2 separate regions of the Oncorhynchus mykiss genome follow, and region 2 is linked to region 1. The links are chromatin contacts, called in public Hi-C maps. All regions are on one chromosome and are shown on one strand. Each heading gives the region's core, a stretch centred on a gene start, on an enhancer-like site or on the middle of the called end of the contact. The rest is flanking DNA. Distances are from core to core; before and after follow the strand shown. Region 1 holds the start of LOC110492495 (zinc finger protein 512B). Region 2 holds the start of prpf6 (pre-mRNA-processing factor 6).

Region 1 (7,247 bases), core at 1,754-4,253:
ACTCAGATTATAGCATGGTGTGCTTTTTCCGTAAAGTTATTTTGAAATCTGACACAGCGGTTGCATTAAGGAGAAGCTTATCTAAAGTTCCATGCATAACACTTGTATCTTTTATCAATGTTTATTATGAGTATTTCTGTAAATTGATGTGGCTCTCTGCAAAATCACCGGATGTTTTGGAAGCAAAACATTACTGAACATAGCACGCCAATGTAAACTCAGATCTTTGGATATAAATATGAACTTTATCGAACAAAACATACATGTATTGTGTAACATGAAGTCCTATGATTGTCATCTGATGAAGATCATCAAAGGTTAGTGATTAATTTTATCTCCATTTCTGCGTTTTGTGACTCCTCTCTTTGGCTGGAAAAATGGCTGTGTTTTTCTGTGACTAGGTACTGACCTAACATAATCATTTGGTGTGCTTTCGTCGTAAAGCCTTTTTGAAATCGGACACGGTGGTGGGATTAACAACAAGTTTATCTTTAAAATGGTGTAAAATACTTGTATGTTTGAGGAATTTTAATTATGAGATTTCTGTTGTTTGAATTTGGTGCCCTGCACTTTCACTGGCTGTTGTCATATCGATCCCGTTAGCGGGATCTCAGCCATAAGAAGTTAAACACTTTGAACATTGACGTTTGAGCAACATGGATGAACGTCTAATTCTGATGTGAGACTGTGAGAGCTAGTTGGACATGCATAAACACACACACGCCCTGGACCATGTGTATTACAAGGCAAGGGAGGAATATTGCTCAAACCAGGTTTTACTTCTTCCTCTGTAAAGATATGGGTAGATCCATACTACTAGAGAAGCAGGGATGAGGGTGTGATACAAGATTTGTAAAATAGGCCAGAGAGCCAGACAGACATTATCCACATTCACTGTCCTAAGATATACATACAGTATATTTCGGTGGAGGCTGCTGAGGGGTGGATAGCTCATAATAATGGCTGGAAGGGAGTCATCAGAATGGTACAAAAAAACATAAAAGAGGTGGTTTCCATGTGTTTGATACCATTTCATTGACTCCATTCCAGCCATATTTATGAGCCGTTCTCTACTGATACTGTATATGTACACGGTCTATTGTGTCCCTATTGTGACTTGCCCTCATTGTCATGTCTATAATATTATTGACACTAAAACAAATTCATTTTTATTGATTTTCTGATTTGCATTACAGTTTTTAATTCAACTAAATGTTATTTTATTATATATTCACAGTAGCTTACTATACACCCAGAGCAGTGAATGCACAACTTCCACACAGAGTCAAGGCACCGTTACTGGCAGGGAGATAAGACACACACACACACACACACACATACACACACACACACACAGGTTCTGAGTTAAGTAATCCCACTTTATTACTGTCATACTACAACACTGTTACTACTACATCACAGCTATAGGCTATTATCCCGCTACTTTAGCAGTGTGGCATACATTTGATAGTCTACTAACCTAGTCATGACAGTTATAAATCAGTACATCATACAGCTGGCTGAAACCAAAGCAGAACCCCAGAAACAGCTGCAAAGTGAAAGAACTGGGGTATTTTGGAATTGAGCACTTACACACAAAAACACTTGATGTTTGAAGGCTGCACAGACAAATTGCCCTATTCACCTCCTAGGTCACAGGCTGCAACAGCAGTTTGACTTGCTTCTGTCTCCTCTAATTGAAGATGGTTACATTGCAGCAACATTGTTTGTGGACTGTTTCGATTGCTACATTGGTGCATTCGAATGCTGCTGGCTACAATGTTTACTGTGCCGTTGATTAATAATAGGGACATGGGGTTCTAGAAGGCCACACCTACCTGCAATGTCGGGAGTCACCCAACACGAGCCGCCGGGTGGCCGGGGTCACCCACGTGGGGTCAGGCGGTAGGGCTACACCTCGCGCGGTATATGCGCCTTTCCCGGTCTTACATGGCCATCACACCTGCTGTTCCAAGCGGGTCTGGTCGGGGGCTTCGATGGAGACGGACTGACAGTCGTCACGGTCGTTAGCCACGCGCCTAGTCCTCGTTTTGAATCCGAGGAAAGACGAGGAGAGATGAAGAAGATGAGGAAGAGGGAGGAGGAGGGGGGGAAAGGAGATGCCAATTAAAATCCTAAAGACGTTCACCTTATTTCCAGCATCCACTTTTCCCCCTTTCGTGCATTAATATGGCAACCACGAGGCACTTCTTTAATCTCAATCGTCTCGTTGGAAAACTCAAGAAATGTGAATATCAGGAGACACGCAGGAAAGATAGAGACGTCTCCGACTCCTTGAAGAAAACATTAAAATACAAGAAGGTTTTATATAGGCAGTGAAGCAAAATGGCGACTTTAATATGAAGGAGGAGTAAAAAAAAAAATCCTTGCAATGGCTGGAGCTAAAGGGAGTCACAAAAATATGTTTAGTGCAGTAATTTTCAACAGCTGCAAGCGAGTTGGTTAGAGTAAAATAAAATGAACCAGAGGAAAAAAGGAATTAAAAGATTCGACCTCGGTCGCTTTCGGTGCAGTCTGCGGTTCCTTACCTCGGGATTATTTCGGGTTTTATACGGAAATTATCTTCGCGGCCGTGTACAGTAATAGGCTACAGTAATGTGTGTTGAGTCATGCGCGTATCCACTCTTCCTTTGACAGCTGCAACTACAGTCTTCTGGCAACTTGCAAACTCTCGCGTTATTATTATTTTTTATCGCGCAAATAATATTCGGGGTTTTTGCCTAATAAACCCGATTTTGTATCGATACCAAACTGACGGTTTGATGAGGCTCATCCGATGTAACGCCGTGTGGTCATGACGAAAAAGGGTTAGGATAAATTCTTAAAAACAGCCTCACTAAACGTTTTAATCTGGTAATGTTAGGCTACTAAATTATCATCCGACCTTTATCGTTAATATTCAGGGAGTCAACTGCGCACAGCCTTAGATTGTCAATTGTCGTTGTGCTGTTTCGTCGATTTCATGCCAGTCCAAGGCAATCCAAATAATAGTCCACTCGTAGACTATAGCAATCGAAACTTGCATAGTGACGCTGGGGCAGAGTAGAATCGGCTATAGGCTACCTATTCTGCTCTATCAGAAACGGATCAATCGATTTAATATGGGATGTTAAATAGGTTGTTAGATGATGTAGACTGTTATGGTTGGGCATTGCTGATCTGTCATTTTATTCCAACACAGTGAAGGCTAATGCAATGTCGAGAACCAAGGTCACTTGTTTTGAAAGTTTCTCATATTTTGCCCACTAATGAATTATTATTATTGCTAATACTAAATCAGCAAGCTTCTGCAAGAGCAGCTAAATGTTCCCCATTATACTCTGATATGATATGTATAACACGTGGCCCTCACTCATGCAGCCACTGAATCATAGCCACTTACAGTGGGCTCACACAACCAGAGGAGACTCTCTCAGATGTGATTGGTGCCAGTCAGCATGACCTAATATTTTTTATAAGTGGAAATCATCAGAAACAATGACGTAAACCATGTACACTGGCTGTTCCCCTAAACCACCACAAGAGGGCAGGGTGTACTCATTTTAGGGCCCGGCAACGTCAGAGCCCAAGCAAGGTACAGTATATAAAATGTATCCTTCCTTTCGACCACTCTGAAGTAGTTACTGATGAGACATGACTGGACAGTGAAAGCAATATGGTGGTGCCCTTGCTTTCACTTGTCCAATTACATTAGATCAGTTATGTTAGGTCTACGTCAAGGAGGGAATGATTAAGGATGCAGTTTTAATTTCTTTAATCCCATTTCCTTCTCTAAAAATATATATGTATATATATATATATGTATATATATATTCCTTCTCTGTTTCTCTTTGGCTGCGTTTAGACAGGCGGCCTAATTCAGAAAATATTTTTTAAACGAATTGGTCTTTTGCGAAAGTTCTGACGTGATTGGTCAAAAGATCAATTAGTGGAAAAATAATATCAGAATTTGGCTGCCTGTGTGAATGCAGCCTTCCTCTCAGCTGATTAGAAATGGTTTGTAGAGGGACAGATAACATGACCAAAACCTGCCACCTTTTCACCTGCTATTCATCCATTGCATTAGAGCTTCACAGTGGGGAGCTACATTCAGATTCTCTAACTGCTCCAAGATAATTATTAAAAACATTTTTTATCTACCCCTCACATGAAATGTTCATACATTAGATATCCAGTAGATGGAAGTGTTGCCTCACTACTGGGTTCTGTAAGACTGAAATATAGTCGGCTACATTGTCATATGACCACTGGAAAACATGTGTCCTTATTGATGGCTGTCCACTGAGTAGAACTAGTCGCCAGTTACTGAAAGTACCCTGGTACCTAGTTTTTAAATACTGTTAGAAAGTGCTGGGGTAGGATCTCGGTTTGCAGTTTGAGATAAACACATTGATGGTGTTTCCCATTAGAATATAGCAGAGGAGACAAAAAAAAAAGACCTAATCTTTGGGGATTGAAGTGGCAAAAAAATGACCCCAGATGAGTATATCCCACAGACACATTAGGAGAAATCCGCAGGACTCAATCTCAAATAAATGGGGAGGGTAGACCCTGCTCATCAATCTTCTTCCTCTCTTACAAAATATTAGACCACAGGTTGATGGCAGTCAATAAATTCCTCGGAGCAACAGTACTATCCCAGTGTATGGAGCTACGTCCTACTGTTCCCCTGCTCTGTGTTCTAATGTAACCTAACTGAATGGTTATTGCAGGATCCTGGTTGACAGACCATGAATCCCTTACAGTGATTTACTCCTCTCTTTCTCTGCTGAGCAGGCACAAGCCTGGTTAATAGTTAATAAAAGCTGTCAGGTGGCCAACCTGGCAACTAGAGGGAAACTGTGTTCTACTCTGCATGTGGCGTCAAGCAATGAGGTTTCAAATGGATACTCAGTCCTTCTGTGTGACAGAGGCAGAAAGAGAAGTGAGAACGTGTTGTGGGATTAAAGAATAGCAACCATGATTTAGAAGCCACTGTTTAAGAAACACAGACCTCCAAACCTCCTTGGGCATCACTAAGCTCATTTATATCTGAGGAGAGAGAGAGAGAGAGAAATAAGAAAGGATGGAATAAGAAAGAGAGATAGGGAGAGAAAATAACACATAAGCTGAGGTTATAAACACTTAGAGTCCTTCTCCCTAACTGCCTGCACTCTATCACCTCTACCTTTCCACCCATAATGAGACGTCACATAGCTGACAGGACCTGTTTACCATAGAACCATCCATATGATAAAGATTTACATGTAATTAGGCAGGGAGATGCTTGGTATCACCCAGTAATTGTCTCCCAGCAGTAAGCCAGACAGCCAGCGAGGCAGGATGGTGGCAGGATAAACTGCTTAGTATTCACTAACATGACTCAGCCACTGAGTGACAGGTGGGGGCGCAGGTGCAAGGTGCCAGACACGCTTCGTTTGGACAGGTGTGACGTCCTCCCTCCCTCTCCATCTCTGATTTTTCCTTTCTCCCTCCCTCACTTCCTCTGTTTCTCATTTAAATGTTTCTGTCCATCCTGTTTTCTCTCTTTTCATCTCCATCTATTCCAATCCTTTTGTATATCTCTCTATTCTATCAATTTTTCCTCTACCACTCTCTCCTTCTATTTTCTGTGTAAACATCTCTCCCTAGGGCACCAGACAACAGAACAGGGGCAGAAGGAGGAATAGAGAGAGACCTCACCAGACCGTTACCAGAGAAAGGAGAAGTGAAAATAGAGGAATATTAAATAATGGCCATCTAATTGTCCTATCTAATTTGTCCTAGCCAACTGCCCCGACTTTCTTCAATAATGGTCTATCTCACCATAGACAGTGTGAAGCCAGTTGCAGAGAAAGAGAAAAACAGAGGAAGATAGAGGGAGAGGAAGATCAAGAAAGATAAAGGGAGCGGCAGATAGAGGGAGATAAGGAGAGACAGATCTACAAAGGTAGAGAGAGGCTGAGAAACAGAGGCAGAGCAAGAGTGAGAGAGAGTTAAAATATAGTTAAAAGAGAGAGAGTTAAACGATAGTTAGAAGCGAGAGTTAGAAGAGATAGTTTTTAAAAAGAGCTAAGAGAGAGTGTAAGAGGAGAGAGAGTTAAGAGAGATTTAAAATAGAGAGAGTTAAAAGACAAGTTAAAAGAGAGAGTTAGAAGAGATAAGAGTTACAAGATAGAGTTAAAAGAGAGAGTTAGAAGAGATACGAGTTAAAAAAGAGATCTAAGAGAGAGAGTAAGAAGAGATAGAGTTAAAAGAGAGAGAGAGACATTTCCTCCCAAATATGTTCTCACTCACCTATAGTAGGCAACCCAGACTTGCCAAAAGCCCTGAGGGATGCCAACTTTAATCTTTGGCATACTCTAGGAATCAGGACCTTTTCAGACCTATTTCATCAGAAAACCACTACACTGAAATCCTTTCAAGAGCTCTGCAGTGAATTCGATGTGCCAAGATCCCATTTTTTTTTTAAAATATCTTCAAATTAGACATGTAATTTCTTCATTTACCTCCAAGAGGAGTTTTAGAACTCAGTTGAATGAAGTTGAAACCCTTCTTGTCACAGCACAATCCATTAAAGGCAAAATATCTTATATCTATAGACTCCTTTCTGAGAAAGGAGGCTCCTCCTTTACTCCTTTGAAAATAATCTGGGAAAAGGACCTTGGTCTGACTATCAGTGATGAGTTATGGGCGGAGGTTTGCGACTACTCCTCTACCAATGTAAAAATGAAAGAATCTAATTACAATTTTTTTTACAAATGTTATTATACTCCTTTGAGACTCCATAGAATGAAAACAGATTAAGTGTTTTTATTTGACTTTAATCTTTCATTTTAATTGTATTTTATTTTTTTATTTTTTCAAATGTATTATTATTATATTTTTTGACATTTTATTTTTTTAAGCCTGTCACATCTGTGAATGTGGAATGTGTTTTGTTGGTTGATTGAAAAACAAGAAGAGTTAGAAGAGATAAGAAGAGTTAGAAGAGTTAGAAGAGATAAGAGTTAAAAGAGAGAGTTAGAAGAGATAAGAGTTTTTTTTAAAGAGAGCTAATAGAGAGAGTTAAAAGAGATAGAGAGTTAAAAGAGAAGAGTTAAAAGAGAGTGAGAATTAAAAGAGAAAGTTAGAAGAGAGAGTTAAAAGAGATAGTTAGAAGAGATAAGAGTTAAGAGAGAGTTAGAAGAGATAAGAGTTTAAAAAAAAGAGAGCTAAGAGAGAGAGTAAGAAGAGAGAGAGATTTA
Region 2 (7,247 bases), core at 1,559-4,058, 220 kb after region 1:
TGGTCTTGATGTGTGTCATGACCAGCCTTTCACTTAATAATTACAGATGTGAATGTTACAAGGCAATAGTCATTTAGGCAGGTTGCCTAGAGTTCTTGGGAAACAGGACAATGGTGGTCAGCTTGAAACATGTTGGGATTACAGACTGGGAAAAGGAGAGATTGAAGATGTCCGTGAAGACACATGCCAGCTGGTCTGCGCATATATTGAGAACGCATCCTGGTATTCCATCTGGCCAGGTGGCCTTGCGATTGTTAACCTGGGTGAGTGAGTGTTAAGACTGTGTGATCACTGAGATCACACAGTCATCTGGAACAAAGGGGCTTTCACGCAAGACTCAGTGTTGTATTCCTCGAAGCAAGCATAAAAGGCATTTAGTTTGTTTGGAAGTTATGCATCACTGGGCATTTTATGGCTAGGTTTCCCTCCGTAATACATTGTCGTCTGCAAGCCCTGCCACATGCGACGAGCGTCAGAGCCGGTGTAATAGGTTTCCACCTTTCTCCTACACTGAGTGTACAAAACATTAGGAACACCTGCTCTTTCCATGACATAAACTGACCAGGTGAATCCAGATGAACTCTATGATCCCTTATTGATGTCACTTGTTAAATCCACTTCAATCGGTGTAGATGAAGGGGAGGAGACAGGTTAAAGAAGGATTTTTAAGCCTTGAGACAATTGAGACATGGATTGTGTGTGTGCCATTCAGAGGGTGAACGGGCAAGACAAAAGATGTAAGTGCATTTGAACGGGTATGGTAGTAGGTACCAGGCGCACCGGTTTGTGTCAGGAACTGCACCGTTGGTGGTTTTCCACGCTCAACAGTTTCCTGTGTGTAGCAGGAAGGGTTCACCACACAAACATTGTAGTCAACATGAGCCAGAATCCCTTTTGAACACTTTGGACACCTTGAAGAGTCCGTGCCCCAGCAAATTGAGGCTGTTCTGAGGGCAAAAGAGAACTCAATATTAGGAAGGTGTTCCTAATGTTTTGTCCACTCAGTGTATATTGTCATTTTGCATGTTTGATGTCTTGTCGGAGGTCGTACGGGCTTTCTTTCGTCCTGTTCCTTGTAAGCGGTAGCTTTACCATTTAGCCCAGTGTGAATATTGCCAGTAATCCATCAAAGGGAGACAACATCCATTAACTCTGCTGGCTACCAGGACCACCGCCATGCTAGCTAGACTCTCTGTGTGTGTGAGACAGACATGGTGTTCTCGTTTTCTCCTCCATGCATGTTTGCGTCTGTGCGTGTCAGCTGAGAGATGTAGCTTGTTCACCACAAATATCCTGCAACACGAATAGAGAAAACAAGGTGTTGCAAGTTCCAAAAATACCTTTTATTGCGACTCACTGCTCATCCACTGATTTCATCTGGCATTGACCCATATCTGCATCTGCCAAGGCTGACCTCAACAAAGGTGATTGAATGTATTCAGAACAGTAACCGGGGGATTAGATGTGGACATGGGTTTGACACACAGGGTTTTCTTGATCATTAACCTCAATCAGCATTACTGATGGGTGGTTTCCCTCTAATGACACGGACCTGGATCGCTGGATCACAGACAGACAGACAGACAGACAGACAGACAGAGTACCAGTCAAAAGTTTGGACACACCTAGCCATTCAAGGGTTTTTCTTTATTTTGACTATTTTCTACATTGTAGAATAATAGTGAAGACATCAAAACTATGAAATAAGTTAAACGTGTTCAGTTAGTGGCACAGCGGTCTAAGGCACTGCATCTCAGTGCTAGAGGTGTACTACAGACACCCTGGTACAAATCCAGGCTGTATCACAATCGGCCATGATTGGGAGTCCCATAGGGCGGCGCACAATTGGCCCGGATTTGGCCGGTTTAGGCTGTCATTGTAAGTAAGAATTTGCTCTTAACTGACTTTTCTAGTTAAAACAAAGGTTCAATACAAAAATGAAACCAGGTCTGTGAATATTTGCAGCTCTTTGGATCTATGAAATGGTTCTGGGCTGTTAAAGCCATACATCCTCTAATGCAGCTGACAGCACATTTTCATCACAGTGAAATAATGTCTGCCCTGGAGGCAAATTAAATGAAGAGAAATTAACATGCTGAGGCCTTGGCTGTAGATGGCTAAAGTTAAAGGTGATGGAATCAAATTGATGCATAGGCGGAGGTACTTCATCACAAGACAGACAGCACAGAAACTTCATATTAGGTTGTAATTACATTTATCGCAGTGAGCCCATCCTGTGATTGACAATGGACCGCCCAAGAAGGCTTTAGTGTCCATGTTAGACTGGTTTGATATATATTAGATAATGCATCGCTGTCAAAATGTATGCCAATTAATTTTAAAACACTTTTTAAAATGTGTCGGCCAATCAGCTGTGTTTTTAAATTGGTTCTCTCAAGAAATAGGACAGTGTCGACTTTCATTATGTCAATAATGGTGAAATGCAGACTCAAAATGACCTGGCTGTCAAACCAGGCTGAGGTAGCCTAATGAGCTTCTGTTGATGAGGGCTAGCAGATTCACTCAACTATATGCTGATCAAATACATGACCCGAAACCAATGCATATTTATTCCCTATAGTTACAGGTAGACTTAATAAACCATTTAGACTCCAAATTCCAGTTGCCATGTCTGGGATATGTGCAATGGGCCTAAAGTTGGCTATTCTCCTAGCCTGCACATTTTCCTGTAGTCTGCTGCACTCTGCTGGTAGAGCATGGCAGTAGTAGTTGTGGAGCGCCACAGGGGGGCGCTGTTGCAGACCAATGCCATGATTGTAAAAGGAAGTGCGTATGTTGTTATTTCCAAAAGTTCCAGTCTGCCGGAAGCTCATACGAAGAAGATTATTCCGGAAGTGAACCCGTTCTTATTATACCTTAGTGAGTGAACCGCGTTGTCGGTATAACTAGCCACGATGGCTGGCAGAGATGGAAACTATAACAACAGAAATCAAAATGATGGTAGAGGCTCTAGGGGCGGTGGACAGAATTTCGGTCGAGGCTCCGGTGGCCGCGGGCAGAATGATGGTAGAGGCTTTGGGGGCGGCGGGCAGAATTCTGGTAGAGGCTCTGGAGGTGGCCGGGGTGGCGGGCGTAATGCCGAGCCCCCGCCAATGCCCATGTCCTCCCCGCTCATGGGCAAGAAGAAAAAGCCCTTCCTTGGGATGGCCGCGCCGCTAGGCTATGTGCCTGGACTCGGCAGAGGGTAAGCAGGCATGATGTTAGTTAGCTTAGCCACATAGCTAGCTACAGTAACTAAGCCAACTTTGACTGGAAAACAATCTTGAATTTTGCTGGCAATCAAGGATTTGTACCTAAATCTTGCTAATAGTGTTAGGATGCAATACGTCTAAAATTCCTCATTTCTTGTTATTAAGTAACGCTAGTAACTACTTGTGTACCAATGCAATGTTTGGCTCGCTATCTACCTATGTAAACACTCCAGAACCAGACTGAAACAAAAACTAGAGGCTGTGGTCTCCAGGAGCAGGATTGAAGATAGCCAGCAGATCTGACCAGCTTGCTAACAACTGCACTAGAGTCAGACAGACAGACTTCCAGTGTAGATTAAGACACCGCTGAGCCAACCCGAGATATGGCTCGGAATATGTATCTCGATACAGGGATGAGAAATTAGTTATACTCCGAATTGCCCCATTATCCCAATTTAACTGTTACAACAACTTAGTTTTTTTGCTAGTTTTTTTAGCAGTCGTTTAATCTTCTTGGTGTAACAGTTGGGATAATGGGACAATTTGAAGAACACCACATTTCTCATCCCTGGATTGAGGTATGTTTTCCAAGCCATCTCTCGCGCCTGCTCTGCTGTGTAATAATCTACACAGGAAGCCTGTCTGACCCTAGTGCAGCTGTAAGCAAGCGGGTTGGATCTGCTGGGTAGATTGAAGAATAATGTTCTAGTCTGTTGTTGAATCTCTCCATCTAACTCCACCTCTTCTGTCTCCAGAGCCACAGGTTTCACCACCCGTTCTGATATCGGACCCGCTCGAGATGCCAACGACCCGGTGGATGACCGCCATGCTCCCCCGGGGCAGAGGACGGTGGGGGACAAGATGAAGAAGAACCAGGAAGACGACGAAGAGGATCTGAATGACACCAACTATGATGAGGTGCTTGTTTACACATGACACCCAAGAACAAGTTCAGGCAAAGCTCATCTCACAACATATTGTAACACCTACCTCTGTCCACTTTGTCTCAGTTTAACGGCTATGCTGGCAGTCTGTTCTCCAGTGGACCCTATGAGAAAGACGACGAGGAGGCAGATGCCATCTACGCAGCTCTGGACAAGAGGATGGACGAACGACGCAAGGAGAGGAGGTGAGAGAAGATAATTCCATGTGTTTATTAGTGTGGGTTACTGCTCCTGAGGGTGTGTGTGTTACTGCTCTGTTGTGTTAACCCGGTCTGTCCTGTGTGGTCCCCAGGGAGCTGAGGGAGAAGGATGAGATAGAGAAGTACCGTATGGAGCGCCCCAAGATCCAGCAGCAGTTCTCTGACCTCAAGGTAGGTCACTGTTCTCATGGCAACAGATTCAAGTCTCCTGTACTGTCTCTGAGCAGTTCTACCTTTAAATCTGCCAAAGACACACATTTCCATCTCTTAATGGATAATGACACTGAAAGCTTCATTCTCTTCATTCTCTCTCCCTTTCTCTCTCTCTGGCTCTTGTGTAGAGGAAGCTGTCAGGAATGTCAGATGAGGAGTGGCTGAGTATCCCGGAGGTTGGCGATGCCAGGAATAAGCGCCAGAGGAACCCGCGCTATGAGAAACTCACCCCTGTACCAGACAGCTTCTTCTCCAAACACCTGACCACAGGAGACAAGCACACCACTGTGGACCCACTGCAGGGGGTTAGTAACGTTACATGCACAGAAGCAGACACACACTCAAGCATACTCACCAACTTCTAAGGGTCATGCATTGCCATACTCTCATACTACACTCTCTGTTTTGTCACATGTTGCAGTTTCATTATGTGCCTGTAGGAGTCAACTTCTGCCACTGAAACATTCCAAATCCTACCTAGGGCTTTTGGGGTGACTGTATTACCGCTACACCGGCAGTCATGAGTCATGACCGCAGTAAAATTCCATGTGACTGTTGAGTCGCGGTAATCTCCTCTTATGCACTGGACATACTTCGAGAGTACTCAACTTGCTAACAATCATCAGGTCCTAATGGCCTGGTACTCATGGCTCTATTGTCCCTCCATCAGGTCCTAATGGCCTGGTACTCATGGCTCTATTGTCCCTCCATCAGGTCCTAATGGCCTGGTACTCATGGCTCTATTGTCCCTCCATCAGGTCCTAATGGCCTGGTACTCATGGCTCTATTGTCCCTCCATCAGGTCCTAATGGCCTGGTACTCATGGCTCTATTGTCCCTCCATCAGGTCCTAATGGCCTGGTACTCATGACTCTATTGTCCCTCCATCAGGTCCTAATGGCCTGGTACTCATGGCTCTATTGTCCCTCCATCAGGTCTTAATGGCCTGGTACGCAGGGCTCTTGTCCCTCCATCAGGTCCTAATGGCCTGGTACTCATGGCTCTATTGTCCCTCCATCAGGTCCTAATGGCCTGGTACTCATGGCTCTATTGTCCCTCCATCAGGTCCTAATGGCCTGGTACTCAGGGCTCTTGTCCCTCCATCAGGTCCTAATGGCCTGGTACTCATGGCTCTATTGTCCCTCCATCAGGTCCTAATGGCCTGGTACTCAGGGCTATTGTCCCTCCATCAGGTTCTAATGGCCTGGTACTCATGGCTCTATTGTCCCTCCATCAGGTCCTAATGGCCTGGTACTCAGGGCCATTGTCCCTCCATCAGGTTCTAATGGCCTGGTGCTCATGGCTCTATTGTCCCTCCATCAGGTCCTAATGGCCTGGTACTCATGGCTCTATTCTCCCTCCATCAGGTTCTAATGGCCTGGTACTCAGGGCTCTTGTCCCTCCATCAGGTCCTAATGGCCTGGTACTCATGGCTCTATTGTCCCTCCATCAGGTCCTAATGGCCTGGTACTCAGGGCTCTTGTCCCTCCATCAGGTCCTAATGGCCTGGTACTCATGGCTCTATTGTCCCTCCATCAGGTCCTACTGGCCTGGTACTCAGGGCTATTGTCCCTCCATCAGGTTCTAATGGCCTGGTACTCATGGCTCTATTGTCCCTCCATCAGGTCCTAATGGCCTGGTACTCAGGGCCATTGTCCCTCCATCAGGTTCTAATGGCCTGGTGCTCATGGCTCTATTGTCCCTCCATCAGGTCCTAATGGCCTGGTACTCATGGCTCTATTCTCCCTCCATCAGGTTCTAATGGCCTGGTACTCAGGGCTCTTGTCCCTCCATCAGGTCCTAATGGCCTGGTACTCAGGGCTCTTGTCCCTCTAACCACTCTGACATCAATGTAAATGCTTTCTACGGTGATGATTAATTCAAAACACCCATACTATTAGAGCTTATGAGTCCAAGCCCCCCCCCCAAAAAAAACCATCATTAAAATGATCGTGCCCTTATACAATACATATTATGCATGGGAAAAAAACATCAAACATAACTGATTTAAAATGTATTTGGTCTAGTCTGTGAGTGTGGACTGTATTATTATGCTTACTGGATGAACTGGTTACCTTATGGCCCAAAATGTCTATCCATGAGTCTGGGAGAGAACGTATAGCCCTAGGCGATGCTGCTGGTTCATTGATTGTGCAGGGCGGCTTACAGTTGGCCTACAATTAGTGAATTTGTATTTGATTTTGATTAGCCTAGTAGCATTACCTTTAGCTATACAGCATATCTCACCACCATGCGTTTCCATCTCCTCTCTCCTTTATTCCTTTCTCAAGCGCGCAGACGGGCTGTCAACGGTTTAGTGAAATGTTTAGTTGTGAAAACATGTTACTATCGATGTTCCCGAACGGATGCAGGATCAAGGTTGAAGGGCCCGTGGCATACAGCGTTTGGGCGGAAAATCCCGTCGGGCAGCAAGAGCGTGCTCCTCAAACAGTGGTTGATGCGTGGAGTGAAATAAATGGAGTGAAAATGATGTTTATTTCTAAGCACATGCTCCGCTAACCCAAGTCGCCTACAAAACGGCCTGGCGGGAAAGCATGCTGCCTCCATTCACACCAGTACATACAGATGACATGTCTTTCCCCCTGTCCTTTTGATAATGGGACATTCTAAATCGAAGACATGATATTCATTTAGAATTGTCTGACGGGTGAAAATATG

Evidence for each region. A called contact is a pair of places that touch in the nucleus more often than the background predicts.
Region 2: a contact with region 1 is called in a Hi-C map of liver, with 9 times the contacts expected there. The contact joins the promoter of prpf6 here to the promoter of LOC110492495 in region 1. A contact is called at or near these places in 2 of 3 Hi-C or Micro-C datasets (blood and liver).

The regions. Positions count from the first base shown.
Region 1 is chr16:62,456,481-62,463,727 of USDA_OmykA_1.1, forward strand. LOC110492495 (zinc finger protein 512B) reads right to left here and starts at 3,004. Exons shown (of 19, transcript XM_036947527.1): 1 at 2,550-3,004; 2 at 2,150-2,294; 3 at 1,839-2,039.
Region 2 is chr16:62,680,869-62,688,115 of USDA_OmykA_1.1, forward strand. It overlaps prpf6 (pre-mRNA-processing factor 6), which reads left to right and starts at 2,809. Exons shown (of 21, transcript XM_036947530.1): 1 at 2,809-3,205; 2 at 3,968-4,130; 3 at 4,223-4,341; 4 at 4,449-4,527; 5 at 4,698-4,874. The coding sequence starts at 2,916.